Linked DNA regions of Mus musculus: region 1 is linked to region 2. The links are chromatin contacts, called in public HiChIP or PLAC-seq maps. All regions are on one chromosome and are shown on one strand. The core of a region is the stretch at or near the end of the contact, and the rest is flanking DNA. Distances in the headings are between cores, read along the strand shown.

Region 1 (4,193 bases), core at 1,096-3,595, 500 kb after region 2:
AAGCACTGGTTCACAATTATCTTGGTATCCCTGAGAAGATATCCTTTCCCTTTTACTAACTACGAGAACAGGCAGATGTGGAACCATACCAGGAGGGTCTCTCTTCTCATCCTGAACTTTCTGAGCCAGTTCTTGCAGAGAAGCGCCCACATTTGCTGACCCAGTCTCAAGTGTCTCTTCCTCATTTTGACTTGTTTGTTTTGTTAAAGGACATCAAGGAAGTAGATGTGAAAGTCTGAAATAGAAAAATGTTGTGCAATCAAACCAGAAAGAAACAGCTTAACAACTGGTCCTAGTTACGTGCCTAAAGAGGAAGGATGCCACACATAGAAAACAGAGGGAAGAAAGGGGGGAAAGAGAAGTTGGCAAATCTATTGAAAAAAATTAAAAAGGGGAAATAATTGAAAGAGAGTCTTTTCTTCTATGGAGTGACTTCTCGGAGACTTTAACAATGTCACATGCTGATGCAGCCAAGCTCTCAGAGATTTGTATAGGTTGTGTACCCTGCTCATTAAGTTAGTTATTACTAATTATGATTGCTACTCAGCAGAATTCCAACAGTCAGTCACTGCTGCTTCTGGGTCTGTATCCTTACTCAGGGACCTGTACTAAGATGCTTGCACACATAAATCATGCTAGCAGGGCATGAGAGAGTGCATTTTTACAAATGTCACTCTGTAGGAATTAGAAGAGTTGCATTGACACCCATTGCTCAACCTAAGAAATCTTTAAGGATATAGTATCAATTAAATCATGTTTTTTAAAAAAAAACTTGAATGATATAGCAGTATAATTTATATGAATTCACACTATGAGCAATACATGTTTCTCAATACACCCTGGAATAAAAAAAAGATCATTATCAAATACAATTTTAAAAAGATTATCATTAGTTATAATTGTCATTATCATTTGTGGGAAATAACGATGAAGGTCAGATATGAAATGGGACTTATAAGTCAAATTAAATAAACAACAACAAAAAAAGAGAGAGGAGCTTTGTATGTCAGGAACTCAAAACCATGGTTAACTCACCCCTCTATTGATCTTTTATAATTGAAGTTTGAAAAACTCTTGGAAAAGCCACTAAAAAATTACCACAGGTCAATCATTTATAAATCCAAGGGATAAAAAATAGAAATTCTGGATAATTTCATATTTCTTCTAGCTACCAGCTATATAGATGTATAAATATTGTTACCAACTATATAATTGATCTCCAAGCTGTTACAGTTGGACACTGCAATGTATACTAAACTATATTTCCAACTAAGAAACTGATACTGTGGCAAGCCTTGGTATCTAAAAGCATAAAGATATATTTTCCAAGTGGCAACTCTTCTTTCTTAGATAATTAAGAATATACATGCAGGAAAATATTAATAAGTAAATGTGGTTATATAATCTAATTGCCATGCATTAAATCATTTGTTCCTGGCTGTTAAGACATTAACATTGTAACATTACACATGTTCTTGTAAAATGCATTTTTCTCTAGAAAGATAAAATACCTAGCTAGCGTAAATTGCTCTGAATAGCAAAAATTGCATGATTTAAAAATAATAAATTGGTTGTTACGAGCCAGTCACTTCCCAATCAGATGGTATTCACATTACTCAGAGAACGCAGAGAACGCGTGCATCTCAAGATCTTCTTATATATTTACTATGATAAAGAGGGTCAGTTGAGTGTTTTCTCAAATGCTCTCAAAGTTGGTTAAAACAACCCAGAATTCATAAAATCTGGTATCCTGATGTTGACATTCCTCTGGCAGTAAAACTGAACACACACACACACACACACACACACACACACACACACACACACAGAGCAATCCAAATAACTTCGAAAACAGCAAGAGGCAAGCAAGCTACATTCCTTTCCATTTACCCACTTGCCTGTTCTGTGATATGTGCTGTTTATGCAAAATGCTTTAACCATGGGGTAAAACCGAAAGTTCTTAGTTTTCTAACTACTATTCAGCCACCCAGTATAAAATACTCAAAGACTTGAAAAATCAAAACAACTTACTAGTAACTTCCTACACTTGGCGACTTTCTCCGGAATGTTTGCCACACTTTTTCTGTCTCTGCTTGTCTCTCACATTGAAGTGCTAGCAACCACAGTCTAGAGGTTAACTTACTCTGAGGAAGCCGAAGCAAGAATCTTCTAGAAGTCCATCCACAGATCTTTGTCCCGGAGGAGAAGTCCCGTTTCTTCTTTCGAGTCACTGCTACATGTTGATTTTGATTTTCCTTATCGTGGACGGTTGGTTCTGTTTTACTCTGGTTTCTGAAGAGAATTCTTCTGAGGGTTCAGACTGGCTGCCAAAAGCTCTGCTCACACTCCTCCACTGTTTTTCCTTTCTCTGCCTCCCGCCAGTTCCTCAGCAGGGATCCTGTGGTTGCAGATGGTTGGCTTGACATATTGAAACGTTAGCAACTATCAAACCAGGAAGAAGCTAGGCTTTAATCCCCCCACCCCCTTTGGATTAAACCCCTAACAGAAGAGTGGATTCTCAAGAGTACTTTAAACAAAAATAGTATACAGGCCAGCTCAGAGAAGATGGAGCAGAAAAGAATTTCCTAAATTACAGAAGCAAACATACAAGTCAGGTCAGATGCTATTCTCAAAACCTCTCCTGGATCTTTTTTAAAAGCTGAATCTACACGTGGCAACGAAGCAATGTGGCTGTTTTCAGTGTAAGAGCGTGCATCTGAATTTTTACCCATACCTCAGTAGCACTGCGTGCATGCTGCCTGCACCGTGGTTCTTATGATAGAAAGCATAATATTGACAGAGAGATTGTATTCTCAGCCTGGGGAGACTGCTCACCAAATAGAGCACTAACCTAGCACGCATAAGGAACTGAGTTCGATTCCCAGATACCACGTAAAAATGTCAGGGATGTTGGCTTGGGGGATAAATTCTCAGTGATGCTGGGGGTGGGGGTGGGGGGAGACAGGAGGATCCCTGGAGCTGGCTGCTAACCCGTTTAGCCTTATTAGTGAGCTTTGTGGTCCAGACCAATAGGAGACTTTGTCTCTAAGGAGGTGGGCGGACGGACAATATTTCTAAGGATAATAGCCAAGGGCCAAAGTTGTCTTCTGGACTTTATCTGAATGCATACGCGTTTGCTATGTACCTGGCTCCAAAAGTGAGAGGTGGGGCAGGAGGAGGAAGAGAGAAAGAGAGAGGGAGAAAGGGGAGGAAGAGATTGTTATATTAATGTTAGCCTCCGGTTCCAGGAAGCAAGTTGCTCTGTGTCCAACCACTCGTTTTCGATATGTCCTGTTTGCCGTGTTATCAAGTGTTTAGAGCAGACAATGACCACATCATGAATATATGTGTACATGGAAGGCAAAGCATCACACAGATAGTAAATATCCCTTCAATCGTCTCAAGCCTTTTTACCCATTTGCTAATTATATTAGATCCAGAAACTACTTTTCCAAGTCTGTACAAGCATACTGAACTCATAGTCTGTAACAAGTTCTCTGATTGTTTCTGTATTGGCTAGTTTTGTGTCAACTTGACACAGCTGGAGTTATCACAGAGAAAGGAGCTTCAGTTGAGGAAATGCCTCCATGAGATCCAACTGTAAGGCATTTTCTCAATTAGTGATCAAGGGGGGAGGGCCCCTTGTGGGTGGGACCATCTCTGGGCTGGTAGTCTTGGGTTCTATAAGAGAGCAAGCTGAGCAAGCCAGGTGAGGCAAGCCAGTAAAGCATCAGCCCCTGCTCCCTGACCTGCTTGAGTTCCAGTCCTGACTTCCTTTGGTGATGAACAACAGCATGGAAGTATAAGCCGAATAAACCCTTTCCTCCCCAACTTACTTCTTGGTCATGATGTTTGTGCAGGAATAGAAACCCTGACTAAGACAGTTTCTCTATGTCTTCTGCCTTCGGTGGAATGCATATTAGCACACTTAATAACACTGCTAACATCTTCTGCACTGACACTCTAATTTAGAGATAGTCTTATTTCTTAGTAATGAATAAATTTTCTCTTTCCTTGGACCCAGGTGAACTGCAGACACATAGGTTTTTGTCTGATATCCTCCTTAAAGATACATTGTTTCTTTTTTTCTTTTTTCATTTTCAATAGTCTTTTTTAATTAGAAAATAATCATGAGACTAAAATGGCAGAAAGCAGATTGCAACAATGATGTTTAAACATGGAAGGAATTAACA
Region 2 (4,275 bases), core at 957-3,456:
ATATTAAATGAGGGTTTTCTGTACTTACTTTGTGGTTGGCTATCTTTTTTTATATTTAAAAAAATAAAAATTATGTTACTAGCTTAAAGCTTAATTTGATATTTGTTTAAATGCCAAAAATGTATGTATGTGAATGATGTAGAACGCCATAAAATGCATTTCATGTGTATATACCCCCTTGGTCTGTACGGAGATAAACACCTGCTTTCTAAGAGTTCCATGCTAGCTTACAAGTTACGCCCTTTTGTCGTTTTACTCTTAGACTTTTCAAGATAAGTCTAAATTTAAAAATTACCACATTTAAAGCTTTATCTTTGTGCAATTTAAATATCAGTCAGAAGTCGTGGTTGGCATACTGTGTCTTTGTGGACTCTTGGCACCATTGTCTCTGGATGGGTGGGCGAATTTAAGCAATCTGCTGAGAAAGCAGAGCTGGCCAAAGGGACAGTTGCTGTTTCCTGGACACTAGTCTGATATACTCTGTGCTAATCTAATCGCTGTTCTTTTGTTACAGACTGTCTCAATGGTAGGTCACAGAATAAAAAAGATGAAATAATTTAAATTCTTAAACGAATCAGTTTTTCTTCCTTTCTTCCTTTTCTTCCTCTGTTTTTCCCCAAAATTTCAGTGGGAAAGAATGAAAGTGAATTTTGGGATTAGAATTTTGAAAAAGTAATGTATTTATTTTTTTTTAAAATACATTCCAATTCAGTTTGTCAAAGGGTGGATTTCAAAACCTTGCTTTTATGGGTGTGGGACAGACTCACTAACAAGCTCTGGAAGGGGAAGGTTCTGTCCAAAGCCATGGCGTTGTTTTCACAGGACAGACCTGTCTGTGTGCCTTAGGGCTTCACAGACTGGATTGGACTCCTGGTTTTACAAGATCCACCTGTAGCTGCTTGAGGATCTTACACATCAAGATTTGTTTCTGTTTCTTCCTGGAGTTTGAAGAGTGAGCACATGAGTTACTCTGGTGATAACTGGGATCTTCACACGCAGGGAAGCTGGAGTTAGTGCTGGAGAGTGGCTGAGTTCTGCTGCTTAAGCTCTGCCTGGCCAGGTTCAGAAGTCCCTTCCTCTCACCAGCTGCATGTCCTTCTTTTAAAACTTGGCCCAGGATGCAGTTTACTGTTGTGTTGACATTCTGAAATTGAATTAGCACAATGGCAGTGGCGTCACTTTGTCTCCAACCTCAAAGATTTGGACCCTTTGTGAACTTTGGCAAAGCCCTGCCAGTGCACTTCCGGGTGGACCAAAACCATGCTAACCATTTAATTTGCCCTCCATCACATCTGCCAAGGGGAAACACAAATCTCTCCCTTCTTACATTTGGGGTATTTCTGTAGAAACCATCATTTTTGTGTACATACACAGCTAAAATTTGTTTCTTGGCATAACTTTAGAACTGTGACATCATCATGAGTCCCTGTAAGAACAAGAAGTAGCTTTGTGATTTTAAAAAAGTCACCACTAGATGGAGAGCTTTTTCTTTATGCTCAGCTTTGCCAACCTCAGATGAGTCGCAGCTGTTTCTCAGTCTGCAGATCCTGCATTTGCGTGTCTCCCTACTTGGTACAATGTAAGTGTGACCCCGAGACTGCCACACCAGAAGCCCTCTGGGACCTGAGCTGCACTCGCAGAGAAAAACGTGATTATCCCTTGCCTTCCCACCCGAGGCTGAGTGAGGTCTGCCTCACCTCATCTGTGGCCATGTCACCTGGGGGCCTCCTGCACCACGCTTGTGTGGGGGCCCTCGTGCCTGCTGTTGATGAGGTCACTCGGTATTTAGAAGGCCTCCCAGGATAGTGCTCATGGGCTGACTCGCGTTCCTGAGTTTGAGAAAGCTGTCTCTTACTGTGAACGTGCAGCAGTAGACAGATGCAGTGTTAAAGAACCAGCAATGTAAAGACATGATCTTTACCACACAAGATGAGATTCTGTAGTAATGGGTCAGTGAAGTTAGACTAGAGAATCCTAAGAACCTGACCTCATACTTCTCCTAGGGGCAGTAATAATTTACCAGTTAAGAGGCCAGGAGTTTAATAGGACAGAATTGCTCCCTATAAGAGAATTGACTTATCCTTAGATAGGTCCAGCATTTGGAGAATGCTGTGGCATATCCCTCCAAACTGATCCCTACCAGTTCACACAGTCTTGGTTTTTTTATTTGCTTGCCAGTGGTAACATGGAAAGTTTTCACATAGACTCAGAATATTTTTTTTCCCCATGGGAAGTTGAGCAATGATTCAGAGTGCGTAAGCTGTAAGAACTCCACACTCTGAGAATGGAATGTTTTTGTCTTCTGGTGCTTTTGAAAAATGCTGCTCTTAGCTTTATGTTGTTGTTGTTAGAAAAACAGATAGTTAAAAGTAGCCTATATAGTTATCCATCATAGAATCAAGCCGAGTTACTTTGGTTTTGAAATGTAAAGCAGATTTCAGAGTCTCGAGAGACTGGTCTGCATCAGGGAGGCCATGTTGGAGATGGACTGCAGCTCGCCCGAGCCAGGCTGGCTGAGAGCCCCAAACCATCCTTTCTTTGATCTGACAGTGCCTGTCCCCCCCAGCCCCCAATCTTCAGTGTGGCTTCCTTGTGCTTCCCAGACATGGGAGAAGAGAAGAAACAGTTGATGTTGCTGCAGGAAGCTGCGCCTCACAAAAGGGCCTTCTTGAGAGGGAAGTCTTTAGAACCAGTTTTCTCTGGTAAAGAGTTGACTTTGCTGTTTTTTCTCCTGTAGCCCAGCCCAGCCCAGCCCAGCCCAGCCTTCAACTCTACACTCTTTGTTTCAGCCACTCAAGGGTGGGGATTTGCTGGAATGAGTCACAGCACCCAGCAAATTTGACTTCACAAATGGGTGTGATGCTATACATTTTGGAAGAAGTCTAAACCACAAGATGATGTGGTTTTGTCTCTTGAGAGCTATAGTTCTCATCCTTACACATTGGAGGAGGGGCATGCTCGTGAGGGTTGCAGACCTATGTCTTGCAGGGTAGTGTCTGGGACTGGCAAGGCTCTAGGGTGAATAGAGGCAAGGTTATTTCGCAAACTGGGTTCTGGGGTTGTGTGCCCATAACGTGGGGTGCTAGGATGAATCAGAACCATCCACTACAAGACCAGCATGGTGACTCGTGCCTTAATCCAGGCACTTGGGAAGTAGAGGCGGGAGAATCAAGAATTCAGGGCCAGCCTGGTGTACATGAACTCCAATCTCAGAAGACCAAAACAATACTACCTGTTCTCAGTCATCCTGTCTGTCCTTGGACATATGCACAAGTCTGAGTGACATTGCTGGTTCTGGATTTGTCCCTTGTAGTGATGTCTTTTCTTCCTCCCCTCCATATTTTTTGATCCTCTGGCTTTTATCAGACAATAAAGTGATTTGATCTGATGAAGCCATGCGACCCTAATCTTCCACCAGCTCCCCCTTTTGTGTCTGGCTCTTGGTTTTGACATACATGGTGTCACTTCCTCACGCAGCCCAGGCTAGCCTCGAATTCCCTGTGTAGCTCAAGAGTGTCTCTGAACTTCAGCTTCTCCTGAGTGCTGGCGTTACCGGATGTGTGATGCTGGGGGGTTGAACCTGAGAGGCAAGCACCCCACCCACTTGCGAGCCACACGGCTCTCGGTTGCCAATTCCTCAGTTGATAATATTCTTCAGATTGGAGTGTGCCCCCTAACTGAGCAGTCTTACCCTTAGTATTTCTGGGAGTGACCTGGCTGAGATTATTGTATTCAGATAGTGTTAGGGACCAGAATGTCAGTATAAAAAAAGTGACTTTTTTGGTGTGTGTGTACTGTACCTGCATATACAGTAAGGACTTGGAGAAAGCCAGTTATCCGCTTGATGTCCCTTTATTTGATATGGTAGAATAAAAACCGCTCCTGGGAACAGAGCTTCCAAACCTTCCAAGCCTGGTCCAGATCCAGGTTTCACAGTGTGCTCAGAAGATAATCTGCAGTCCTGATGGAGCCAGAGCTCGTTGGGAAGAGAGAGCCCCAGCCAGTGCACCGTAAAAGCAGTGACCTCCACCCAAGGATAAAGATGAGGTTCAGTGGATCCCGTTTGCCTTTTTCAAAGCGTTCCTGCCTCCTCCCTGAGCTTGTGCCTTGGCCTCCAGTGCCCCAGGATGGAATGGGGCAACAGGGGCCTACAAACCAGCATGAGGTGCTGACTCCAGTTGTGTGTTCTGAGGTCCCACGTTTGTTGCCATTAGCTCGTCAGATTAGCCTGGCCGGAGTCTGGAGCCGAACGTTGTGCTGACCCTTCGGCTATGA

Evidence for each region. HiChIP or PLAC-seq counts read pairs in DNA pulled down with a chosen protein or histone mark.
Region 1: an H3K27ac HiChIP or PLAC-seq map of the NIH/3T3 cell line shows a contact between it and region 2, with 5 times the contacts expected there. The contact joins the promoter of Abca9 here to the enhancer-like site in region 2. A contact is called at or near these places in 9 of 39 promoter capture datasets (the 3T3-L1 cell line, the C10 cell line, cranial neural crest and 5 more), 2 of 484 Hi-C or Micro-C datasets (bone marrow-derived macrophages and uterus), 4 of 115 datasets of contacts at active chromatin or transcription factors (the NIH/3T3 cell line, embryonic stem cells, heart atrium and 1 more) and 1 of 9 other capture datasets (liver).

What each region holds. Positions count from the first base shown.
Region 1 is chr11:110,165,808-110,170,000 of GRCm38.p6, forward strand. It overlaps Abca9 (ATP-binding cassette, sub-family A (ABC1), member 9), which reads right to left and starts at 2,346. Exons shown (of 39, transcript NM_147220.2): 1 at 2,144-2,346; 2 at 90-235. The coding sequence starts at 185.
Region 2 is chr11:109,669,090-109,673,364 of GRCm38.p6, forward strand. It overlaps Prkar1a (protein kinase, cAMP dependent regulatory, type I, alpha), which reads left to right. Exons shown (of 11, transcript NM_001373913.1): 11 at 1-574. Fam20a (family with sequence similarity 20, member A) reads right to left here. Exons shown (of 11, transcript NM_153782.2): 11 at 3,837-4,275. The coding sequence ends at 4,211. Among named protein-coding and RNA genes, the nearest start is that of Gm39443, 17 kb to the left of the region's middle. Within about 2 kb of position 2,207, at least 158 of the 459 cell types and tissues checked have an H3K27ac peak or open chromatin away from gene starts, as enhancers often do. A contact at or near this core is called in the NIH/3T3 cell line, bone marrow-derived macrophages, embryonic stem cells and 3 more, where this site is marked.